2 separate regions of the Sus scrofa genome follow, and region 1 is linked to region 2. A link is a contact called in public Hi-C data. All regions are on one chromosome and are shown on one strand. Each heading gives the region's core, a stretch centred on a gene start, on an enhancer-like site or on the middle of the called end of the contact. The rest is flanking DNA. Distances are from core to core; before and after follow the strand shown. Region 1 has its middle 58 kb from the start of ADRB1. Region 2 has its middle 81 kb from the start of ADRB1.

Evidence for each region. Hi-C and Micro-C count contacts between places; a contact is called where the count stands out from the background.
Region 1: a Hi-C map of heart right ventricle shows a contact between it and region 2, with 4 times the contacts expected there. The contact joins two enhancer-like sites. A contact is called at or near these places in 4 of 47 Hi-C or Micro-C datasets (alveolar macrophages, embryonic fibroblasts, fetal heart ventricle and 1 more).

What each region holds. Positions count from the first base shown.
Region 1 is chr14:124,455,319-124,461,393 of Sscrofa11.1, reverse strand. No RefSeq gene overlaps it. Among named protein-coding and RNA genes, the nearest start is that of ADRB1, 58 kb to the right of the region's middle. Within about 2 kb of position 3,778, at least 3 of the 83 cell types and tissues checked have an H3K27ac peak or open chromatin away from gene starts, as enhancers often do.
Region 2 is chr14:124,316,567-124,322,355 of Sscrofa11.1, reverse strand. No RefSeq gene overlaps it. Among named protein-coding and RNA genes, the nearest start is that of ADRB1, 81 kb to the left of the region's middle. Within about 2 kb of position 1,730, at least 8 of the 83 cell types and tissues checked have an H3K27ac peak or open chromatin away from gene starts, as enhancers often do.

The sequences.
Region 1 (6,075 bases), core at 2,529-5,028, 140 kb before region 2:
AGAAACCCGAAGTCAGGTCCCATTGATCTTAACTCTCACGAGCCTCGGGAGGGATGTTTTGAAATGCGTTTGAGTAAAACATAAAGATAATGCATGAAAGTTTTGCAGCTGGTCCTCCCTGACATAGGAACTCCTAGAAGGCTCTCAAAATGCCACTAGATGGCAGAGGAATGTTATGGAACCAGCCAATCATCACAGACTAGTTAAGGGTGCATCATCTGGTGGGAGCCCTGTCTGAAGGATCCAGAGGAAACTTGCCTGCAATGTGGGCTTTTAGTCTTTGTCTTTCCACACACACTCAGCCCCCAGAGGAGTCCATGACCTTGGATGGCTGGTACTAGCCTAACCTAGTGTGTGATTCTACTGTTGCCCAAATCCCTAAGCAGAAAATATCAAAAACTTCCCAACCTTTGAAAATTTTATTTTCAGGTCTCCTAGAACTGGACATTTGGAAGAAAAGCAACATTCCTGCAGGTACTTTGCAGGCATTTCTTAGAGAGAATGAGCTCAATGTGTGCCGTGCAGTCTTTCCTCTGAACACCAGGTGGGTGGATCCTTTTCTCAACCTGCTTATACCCAGGAGGGGGAAACAACCCCACTGCTATCTAAGTCTTTAACTTCTTAATCTCAGAAATCATTCCTTTTGGATATTGATCCTAGTTTCTAACACTGTGAAGTTTGGGAGGTTAATTTGGATTAAACCTGAGTGAATCAGCGGTTCTTCTTTCTTTCTTTCTTCTCTCTCTCTCAGATGAGGTTTGGAGTCTGATCTGGAAATCACTCTTTTTATTTCTGAGCTCTGGCTCAGCTATATCCTATCTGGAGAGGGTTCAGGATGGGATTGATCAAGCAGCATTGTAAGCAGAAAAGAAATGCCCTCCTGCAAAAAGAGCTGCTTTAATATCATGTCACTGCCGCGTGAAGAAGGAATCTTCAGGTTCATAAAGCAGGTTCTTCAGTCATAAAGCAGGTTCTGCTTTATGACTTCAAATTGTATTACATTCAATGTAGATTCTAAAAATAACAAAACTTTTGCTCTGTCATATAAAACCATCCAATTAATTGCTCCATTTTCTGGGGAAAAACCAAAGGTAGCTAATTAAGGTCTGTGGTTTAAGAATCAATTTCTCCTCGATTTCTACGCGATGGATGCTGATTGAAGATTAGAACACAGACAGCTGAAAAGATAGCAGGGCGTGCGATTCATATTAAGAGACAGGATAAGGACTCTACAGTCTGAAAAGGTGACAGGGAGGCGGATTCAGAGGTGGCAACTGAAAGTGTGTCCTCTGGTACAGTTCCTCCTACCGAGCCCTAAGCCACCCTCAGTCAAAGCCCTCTGTGTGTCCGGGATCCCTTCAGAGCCTCCATCTCTGACATAGGCAGTACTCTCTTGCTGAGGAGCTGCTAGCCTTTGGTGTGAGCAGAGATGCTGCCAGAGCATTTTCCACCCATTTCCCACCCACCCAGCCCTCACTTGTGCAAGCGATTGCCATAGTGGCCATATGCTCCCTCTGGGGGTGGAGCTTCCCAGCAAAGGATCTGCCTCTTGGCTTTGGGAAGAAAGTGGGAGAGAAAATCCAGCTTTCAAATTAAGGGCACATGACATTTGGTGTGCTTCCAAATTAAGTTAACACAATCAGTTCCTTCTTTAAAGAACCCCTTTAAAGGCCCACACGAGCTGGGAGGAGGAGGTTCAGCTCCTCTTGCTTCCTATAAAGGGTTCTTGGAATCATAGCCCTCCATGAACCAAAGGAAGGCCAGTGAGCAGAGCCTGCCTGCCCAGAGTCAGGGGCAGCACAGAGGTGGAGAGGAAAGCTTTGGAGACCTAAGACAGGGGAGGAGCCACATCTCTGAGCCGTCTCATCTCATCTCTTTGTCCAGGGGTCTAGGCTGGGCTTTGAAATGTGCCCTGGGAATGAAGGTCGAGCTGGGGAACCACTCCCACTAGGAGCTTCCAGCCACTTTGCTTTGCCCGCAGCTGTCAGTCCCCTCTCACTTCCCAGATCATCGCTTGAGGATTTCCCACGGCTTGCACCCCAGCCTCTCCCCCATCAGCGCCCCTGCCATCGCCCCACGTCCCTGTGTGCAGAGCCCCCTTTCATCCTTTGATGTCCCTCGCGGCCCCCGAGGAGGCTGATCAGGCTTCCCTGCCGCTGGGAACATTTTGAAGGGTTTTCTCTCTAGAAGGCAAAACTGCCTTCATTTCTGCCTCCCGTTCTAGATTGTTTCAGGCTAGACATGCAGGGAATTTTTCTCAGGGAGGCATTTCCATTTGTGTAGGATAATATTTGCTTTAGTAGCTGGGTACATTTCTGGAGGTCTGGTAATGATAATACTGAGATGTATTTAGAAGTTTACAGATTCGCTGGAATGGGGAGTGGGAAAATATGGTTTTCCTTCACAAGGTCTGTAATAAAGGGCCCTGTTGTGCTGCTTTGGGAACTAGTAGTGCATCCTGCTAGTTCATGGTGGCTATTTAGAGGGACAATCGCACACAGTCCCGGGGTCCCTGCACGTCCTTTTATGAAGCCTGGGGATCAGCAGGCTTAAATTTGCCTTTATTTCAAAAGCCACTAGAGAGAGGGAAGAGCTGCCTTACTTCCAGCCTAATGTGTCTGAGAGTCACATCTCCCAGGCCCCCATGTCACTCCCATGTCACAGTCTGGATGGGATGCCAACTTTTCCACTTGGTGAGAAGATCACAGACATTGAGATTGGCCTTTTAAATTTTTAAAAAATTTTTTAATTTTAATTTTATTTATTTTATTTTATCTTTTGCCTTTTCTAAGGCCACTTCTGCAGCATATGGAGGTTCCCAGGCCATGGGTCTAATCGGAGCTTCAGCTGCCGGCCTATGCCAGAGTCACAGCAACGCAGGATCCAAGTGGCATCTGCAACCTACACCACAGCTCACAGCAACGCCGGATGCTTAGCCCACTGAGCGAGGCCAGGGATCGAACCTGCAACCTCATGGTTCCTAGTCAGATTCGTTAACCACTGCGCCACGACGGGAACTCCGAGATTGGCCTTTATTGGGATGATTAGTGTCTTTGCCAGTTGTGCATAAATTGATAAAACTCTAATAATCTTCCTAAAAAGCATAAAAGCTGATGATAATGAAAATGCAGTGGCATATGGTTGAGGAATCTAGTTAATGGAGAGATTTTTTAATTTTAATTTTTTAAATTAAAAACATTTGTTTGTCTTATAATGATTTTTATTTTTTCCATTACAGCTGATTTACAGTGTTCTGTCCATTTTTCTGCTGCACAGCAAGATGACCCAGTCACACATACATGCATGCATTATTTTCTCACATTATCCTGCTCCATCATAAATGACTAGATATAGGTCCCAGCGCTATACAGCAGGATCTCATTGCTTATCCATTCCAGACACAATAGTTTGCATCTATTAACCTCAAATTCCCAGTCCCTCCCACGCCTTCCCTCTCCCCCTTGGCAACCACAAGTCTGTTCTAATGGAGAGTTCTTACATTAGCGAGCAGGGATGCAAATTCTCAAAACATTTAGGTTTGGGCAGGGCACTCAATCAGCCAGGGTGGTCCTCAGCCTGAGCATGGCCGGAGGACCCAGATTGTGACCGTCCTGGCAGTGGCTCCATGCATGGATTATGTCGCTGTCACTTGGAGCAGTCACTCTTTTAACCAGGTCATGCCTGATCTCTGCCAGCTGGGAAGGCAGCTGGTCCTTCCTCCCAACCCTCTGACTTCCCAGTGGTAACAAGGGTGTTTCTCGCCCTTTCAGCAGGGGGCATGCTCTGCCCAGGATAGAGCTTGGCTCCTGGGCCACCTGTTCCAAAGCTGTCCTCAGGACTGAGGGGCCGTCTTCTCTCAGCTCCAAGAAGGCAGACCTGAGAACTCAGGCCCACTTGGGACTTGGTGAGCGTCCTTTGGGGGGCAGGGAGCAAAGGGGTAAAATGCAAAATATTGCTTACGCCTAAGCTTTGGTTTTGTTTCCGAACGTAAATAAGCCCTACTCTAACCTCCCAAGGAGTAAACTGGAGGCAGAGAAAACCTTAAGACAGAAATAAAACCTTGGGAGCTCCCTCTGTGGCGCATGGGATTGGCGGAATCTTGGAAGTGTTGGGATACAGGTTCAATCCCTGGCCTGGCATGGTGGGTTAAGGATCTGGCATTGCTGGAGCTGCAGTTTAGGTTGTGACTGTGACTGGGATCAGATCCCTGGCCCGGGAGCTCCATAGGCAGGGCAGCCAAAAAAAAGAAAAGAAAAGAAAAAACAGCAAAAAACTAAAACGTTGGTCCCCTCAAGTGACCAGTCACTTTTGGTGTGAGTAAGGGAGCAATCAGTGCTCTTGGGTTTTCTCCAGAGGAGACAGGATCCAAGGGCTGTTTTAACTGGAATGAGATCTACCTGCAGATGTTGAATTTTTCTCAGAATCTTTCTCTGTGTGTTGCTTAAATAGGAATAGTGGAGAAATCAGGGCAGATAAAGAGGGGTGTTTTAGCTTTCCTGTGGGGGGCATAGAGGGTGGGGACCCTGACTTCTTTTCCAGTGCTGCCTAGGATCAAACGAACATTTTGCTCTAAATACGAATTGAACTCCAAGTCACCTGAAATGCAAGAAACACTGGAATTTGTGTCTGTGTGTGTATAACCCCTCGGGCAATTAAACAGCGCAGAAAACAGTAAGTAAATCAGAGACCCATTACACACTAACAGCCAGGAAGCAGGGTTTTTTTTTTTTTCCCCCCTAAGTAAATTGTTTTATTTGATAAAGAATTTTCAAATGAGGCATGTGGACTGAAGTTCATTCTCTCCCTTAATGGCTTTGAGCCTTTGCTAGTCAGTTAGGGCGGCTGTGACAAAACACCACGGACAGGGTGGCTTAACAGATTTTTTTTTTTTTTTTCCCTCCCAGCCTCAGAGGCTAGATGCCAAAATCAAGGTGTTGGTAGGGTTTTTTTTGTTTGTTTGTTTGTTTGTTTGTTTGTTTTTCCCCTGAGGTCTCTCTCCCTGGCTTGCTCATCAGGTCACCTTCTTATGTCTTATGTCTTTACACGGTCATCTTTCTGAGCAGGCACACAGGGCGTCCTCATACGCGTTCTCTTTCTGTGTCCTAATATCCTTTTCTTATAAGGACGTGAATCTCATTGGAGTAGGGCCAGCCTCATGACCTCATTTTAGCTTAATTACATCTCTAATGACCCCATCTCCGATACAGTCCCATCCCGAGGTCCCAAGGGTTAGGGTTCCCACATGTGAACTTAGGGGGACAAAGTTCCAGCCCAGAGCAGAGTCTCCTTTTCCTCACTGGGAAAAATGGACGAAAACTTCCCCTCCTTCCTTTCATTTAGACTTCGCATGTCAGAGGCTACCAAAAAAAAAGCAAGTTATTATGAGGGTAGGACAGGCAGCTCAGGACAATGTGTCTTATGAGCCAATGTGAAAGGTACATCCTCTGTACACACCCAAGCTTTGGAAGCCACGTTTGCCATGAAGAGATGAATTTGCAAAGGTGCCGCTAATGTCATGCTCTCTCATATATTTGAACTTACATGCAAATCACTTTTTCATTTATTTATTCCTCACCATCGATTGCACACCTACTCTCCTGGGCGCTGGGTCAATGTGATCCATTATCTACCGGTGACACAAAATGTCGAGTTGGCGGGATGGATTCTGTAGGAGGTTTTCTTAAGCAAGAGAAGACTCCTCATGTGTCTTCCTGTACAGCTTATATGGGGAGCTTCACCGAAAATCTCTCTTGCCTTCAACACCTTCCCCTGACTCTTCCCTCCTCAGTCACAGGAGGCTGCTCAGGATCTGAAGGTTCAGAAGAACTTGGAGGTGACCCTGGGTTTAGAACTGGAACCACATAGGTTAGACCCAGGATGAAGAAATTCAGATTCTGTCACTCTTAGAGGCTGAATATCTGATGCAGTGAGGTAAACCTGGGTTCTATGAAAAATAAGTTACACACACACACACACGAGTGTACAGAGGCCAGAAAAATTTGCACCTGTCCTTGAGTAAAGTGAGCAGCATTGGTATTTTTATTTTATTTGTTTTGTTTTATTTTATTTTATTTT
Region 2 (5,789 bases), core at 481-2,980:
GGTTTCTATTTTAGAAAGTCACTCTGGCTGCCATTGGAGGAAGGACTGGATGATGAGTGAGAGCAGCAGCAGCAGGGATGCCGTCGAGGGGAGGATGGAAATGCTCAGATGGAAAAGGCACCAGCATCTGCACCAAGGACCAGAAGGCGGAGCTAGAAGAGAGTCTGCGTGGACTGAGATGTTGAAGGAGAAGAGAGGAAAGGAGTCCAGGATAGAGTTTAACTGGGCGTTTGGGTGGTAGACATGCTAAAAAAGGGGGGAGGGGCATGTCTTTTAAGACACTAAAAAAAAATAACATATTTTTTATTATAGTATGTAGGAAGTTAGGAAAATAGAGACAAGGAAAAAAACACCCAGGAATCCCCTCATCATGTGCATATTTTGAATTATTTCTGATATCGCCCCCTAGTTTGTAACTAGGTCAGATTCTTAGGTGATCTCTCTCTTGAGCATCGGGTGGCAATGGGAAGCCCTGAATGCTTCCTCAGGCCTGTGAAAGACTCACTGTTTAGACCTGTTGTTGGAGGCTCCACCCTCATTTCCTCTTTTAAGGGAGATCAAATATCTCGCCTATGTAAGTGCTAGTCACTTCGATCCAGAACCTGATCATGAGCAAACCCTTGACCATTTCATTTGCTCCATAGCTGTTGGGTGAATCCAATTATTTATTCTCGTCTACCTCCCCACTGGCCATAAAAATGATCAGGATGATGGAGCATCTCACGCTCTTGTGTGCTGGAAAATTCATCCCGAGGTGCCAAGAAATGAGTGTTCAAATGAACCCTTGCTGTGGCTGGTGAGGCCCACGTGCGGGAGAAGTTTTGTACTTAGTGCTCGGGTGTTTTTACTGCCAGGATATCCTCTGAGCACAGTACGGCCTCCAGCCCTGCTCCATCTGGACTGCCCAGCCTGAAAAATAAAAAGCAATGGATGAGAAGCCTACAGAAAATGGTCCTGGCTGTAGGGGGCTCTTGAAGTTCAGAACTACTTTTCTAAGAGTGAAGCCCATGTTTTGCAGAGGCCGCAGAAAGGAGAGGAAGCCGCAGCCTTCCTGGGGGAAGTATGATACAGAATGTCAGCGGACTTGGCTTTGAATGAAAGGCCTTGAGGACAACCAGACAGTGGCCTTATTCTGTGTTATCAGGCTGAAGGGTGATCTTGGGCAAAGCGGACCTTTGACAGAGCCAAGCCTGGAAGGGAAGCCAGATTAGTTTGCTCACCCAGAGCATAGATGTGGTTTCAATGGAGTCTTAGCACACATGAGGCCACTGGATTCATTCCTTGGCTTCTCCATGCCCTCCATGGCCACCAGGAGACTTCCCTCTCCTGGGCAGCCTCTGGGGGGGACATTGAGAGATCCGTGAATCCAGGGCAGGGGGAGAGGAAGAGTAGGAGATGGAGAGTGAGAATGGGGAAAATGCTGACGGCCAGTACAGGAGTTGGAACCATTTTTATCTGTCACATGCCCTTGTGCCGGGAGAGCAGGATGGCATCCAACGGTTTGTTCTCTGGGGCTTTGCCCAGGCTAATTTTACATGACAATGGCTGCTCTATGTTCTTTCATGGAGCATTGGAATGAATTTGCAGGCACCACGTGGCCTGGCGGCCAGAGTTGGAAAAGTCTTCCTCTTGGACTTCCGGCAGCAGGCGAGGGACCCAGGCTGTGAGCGACCCAGGAGGCTAGACCAGCACTTCCCCTGGCGGCTCCTGCTGTTCTGCCAGCAGGGGACCTTTACCGATCTTGGGAGGGGCAGCCCAGGGCACAGCAGGTCACTGTCCCTGTCCACACGAGCTGGAAGGAAGGTTGGACTTTTCACTCCCTAGGGGTCACTGGGAGATTTTGCAAGACATGTGTCAGGATGTTTGTGTGGCTTCCTTGGGCCTAGCCCTTCACACACTGTCCCTGTGGAAATGCCCAGTGTGGTCAGAGAAAGAAAGATGCCTGGGAGCCAACATGAGTTGGGCCTGGCCAGCAAGAGGAGAAGCTTCATGACCAGCCCGGTGGCAAACTGATTTCGACATGTACTGGTCTCTTTAAAAACAGATAAGGAGGAGTTCCCGTTGTGGCTCAGGAGGTTATGAACGCGACTAGTATCCATGAGGATGCAGGTTCCATCCCTGGCCTCATTCAGTGAGTTAAAGATAGGGCATTGTCGTGAGCTCTGGTGTAGGTCATAGCCGTGGCTCGGATCTGGCGTTGCTGTGGCTGTGGTGCAGGCTGGCAGCTGTCGCTCTGATTTGATCCCTAGCCTGGGAACCTCCATCTGCTGCAGGAGCAGCCCTAGAAAAGACACAAACACATACAAAATTGATAAGGAAAACGAAGTGACTATTTTTTTTTTTTTTGGAAAGAAAACCACTGATAAGGGAATTGTGACATAAATAAAGAGAAATGTAAGCACTCTGTCCTTCTGAGAGCAATAAAGACATCGAACAGGGAAATGCCAGAAGCCATGACCCATAGTGTGTGCTCCTCATACCTCATTTCCATTTGCACACAAAGGGGAGATTCTTGTTTGCAAGTCACCTTCGTAAAAAGACCTAACTCAGTGACGGGAATGAGCTATAATTATTATTATTTTTCAGTGTGCTCTTTCAGTCAAAATAGCTCTTAAGTAGAAGATCCCAGGGCAACCTAATCTCTTATATCAATACGGCCCCAGAAAGCCTGCGTGGGCCCCACACTCACACCTAGGGCAGAAGCATCTAGAGAAGAATCCTTCCAAAAGGAAATGCATCTCCATTAACACCATAGGCCCCTCCACTTACAGGGCTCCTGGGCTTCCTCTGCGATATGCTGCTCATGTGCATGGTTCGTAAAGCCAAAGACAGAACCACGGAGAACCTTCCTGCCTCTTTTGGTAGCAAGGGACAGAAACCAAATTTAAATTACCCTATAATAACATAAAATGGATGGGAAGGGATGGGGGGGTGAAAGTGATTAGGTCATGTAGCTGGAAGGAGGCAATTCCTTTCCCCCAATTTTTGTTTCTAGAAGAAAGGGAAGAGGAGAAACGTGGGTGAAAGTAACAGACACCCAGCACCTGGGGTCGCTCTGCCTTAGCACCCAAAGGGGACATCAGCCTCCTGCATCCCCCAGGGACTACTGCTTGTCTGTGGTCACTGGGCGTTTCCCACTCAGGAGGTCTTTGGTGTCAACTCATCTTCCCCCTCCTTGAACACGTGGCATACAACCCACGAACAATCCTTATCTTTCTAATGCATATTCTAGGAAGATCAAAGACCACAAAATAGCTTTGGATTTGCAGTAACCCAAGAGGACTGAATGGGTGGGATGCGCTGTATTAGAATCGTGCATCAGGGCTGAAGTTGGTGTCACAAGAAGATGCAACTAAAATCACAGTAAAATCACCTGTTCCCAAGATTCTAAGGAGGGGGCTTTTGACTAGTTAATTTGCACTGCTTCGAATCATCCCACACTCATGAGTTACTGACTTCTTCCTGAGCTAAGGGGTAGAAGACTGTGTTTTGGTTTGATTCTTCATTGCACAAAACAGAGACCTGCTCAAGTGAGCTCAGATAAGTCTTCCTATGGTTCAGTTTCAGGGAGATCCAAGAACAGGGCTGTCTGAGCACAGAGAATGGAACTAGGAGGTGACTCTAGATTCATGTGAGGCATGTCAACAGTGGGGTTGCTCGCTGGAAATGTGTGGGGTTTGGTGGATTTTTAGCTCTAAACTCCTGCTAGGCTACAAGAAAGGTGTTCATATGGTTCATAGCTATGTTGCCCCAAGCAGCCTAGAGTGAAAAAAATACAAGGCCATGTCTCTTGTATTTTTATCTAATGAGTTAATGAATCTTCACCTCATGCTCCAACATTTCATTGGCCAGCTGGTGTCTTCTTTATCAGGTCTACTCTCCATTGGTTCCTCTGATTACCTGTTTTTTTCTCCCATAACTCTGGATGGTACCTGACCCATCATGATCTTCTCAGCCTCTTTTACACTGTGACCAATGGCTTCCATCACTAAGGGACGATTCCATCCTAATTTATTAGTTCAAATTTGGGGAGGGGGGATCAGAAAGAGAGAAACCTAATTATTCAGGTCATCTATCTGTACCAAGTCATAGGTCATGATTCAACTAGAGGAATGGCTTTTCTTGGGTCTGATTCCCACTTTAGTTGTCACTGAACTGAAGGACAGAGGTCAGTGTCAACTGGTTCAAAACTTAAGTTTCTAGGCATCAGGGTATGTGGAAAAAGTACTTTCTTATAGATTGGCGTATGAGTGTGGCAGGCAAATTTTGAATGTTTTCTTGGGTGCATCATTATTTTTTTTTCTTATCATGAGCCACTTATCTTCCTTGGGGAATTGTCTGTAAGAGTGTTTGAAGGCTTGGTTAGGGGTGCATTTTATCAAAGAAGATTTGTCTTTGCTTCTGCCAGGTACTGAAAAACTCTACCAGTTCAGGACTTCTTTCAATGATATGAGTGGCTTCAGATTTTTTTTTTTTTTGATCATTCAGGGCATGTGAATTTGGGCTCCATGTGATTTGGGCATGGTGGTTCCCCTAAAGATATGCCCACTTTCTCCAGAACCTACGAATGTTACTTTATTTGGAAAAAGCGTATTTTTCAAACATAAACAAACTAAGGATCTTTAGGTGAGACCATCCTGGGTTATCTAGGTCTAAGTTCAATGACAAGTGTCCCTCTAAGGGACACCTGGAGGAGAGCTACACAGTGGCAGAGTCAGAGATTAGAGCGATGCAGGCACTGGCTGGGGGATGACCACAGCCACCAGGAACTGGGAGGAGGATGGCCCGGCTGACACCTTGATCTCATTATTTTCACATTCATAACCATGAGAAAACCAATTTCTGTTGTTTTGTGGTATTTGATACAGTAGCCACTGGAAACCACCACAGGCTCTAAATCCACACAAAGACTGACCTGTTATCACACCTTTTCTAGGACTTCCATCCCCTACCCTGTTGAGTACCTACCCAACAGTCTTTTCTGTCCCCTGGGGGTAGAAAATATCCAAAACTGTGAAGGATATTTCACCAATAAATTAGCCTGCCTCAATTTCATGAATGTTGGCATAAGATACGAGATCCCTGGGTCAGAAACAAAGGACATTTTATTACTGGCCACAACAGCGGTAGCCAGAGTTTCAGCATTTGTGTTAGTTTCCTGCCCCTTAATTCCCAAAGAGTGACATGAACTCATAGTGGGTTGTATGAGGAAAGAAACTGAGTTTAGGGAACTAAAGTTTTATACTGGTCAGTAAATACGCCTATCTTTTGTGTAACAAGAAGACATTATCTTTTTCATATGGATGGTACATCTGCATGTCCTTTACCTGGAGGGAGAAACTGCTAAGACTGTTGATTATACAAACATCCTTGAAAAAATAATCCAGAAGGAAGGTGGTCAGTGCTTCTGCTACCAAGATGGGTAGAAATAGAAGAGGTGGTGGAGAGCTGTCTCTCAATTCTCCACCGAGGTGGGAAAGAGAAGGCTGTGTTTACGTCTTTTCTTAATCTCTCTGTATTTTTTAAAATTAAAGTGTAGTTGATTTACAATGTTGTGCCAATTTCTGCTCTACAGAAAAGTGATCTAGTCATACAGATGCATACATTTTTTTCTCATATCATCCCCCTTCATGGTCTCTACAGTGGACCTCACCGCCTATCCATTCTAAATGCATAGTTTGCATCTACTAACCCCAAACTCCGAGTCATTCCCAATCCTTCCCCTCTCCCCCTTGGCAACCACAAGTCTGTTCTCTATGTCTGTGAATCCACTTCTATCCCGTAGATAG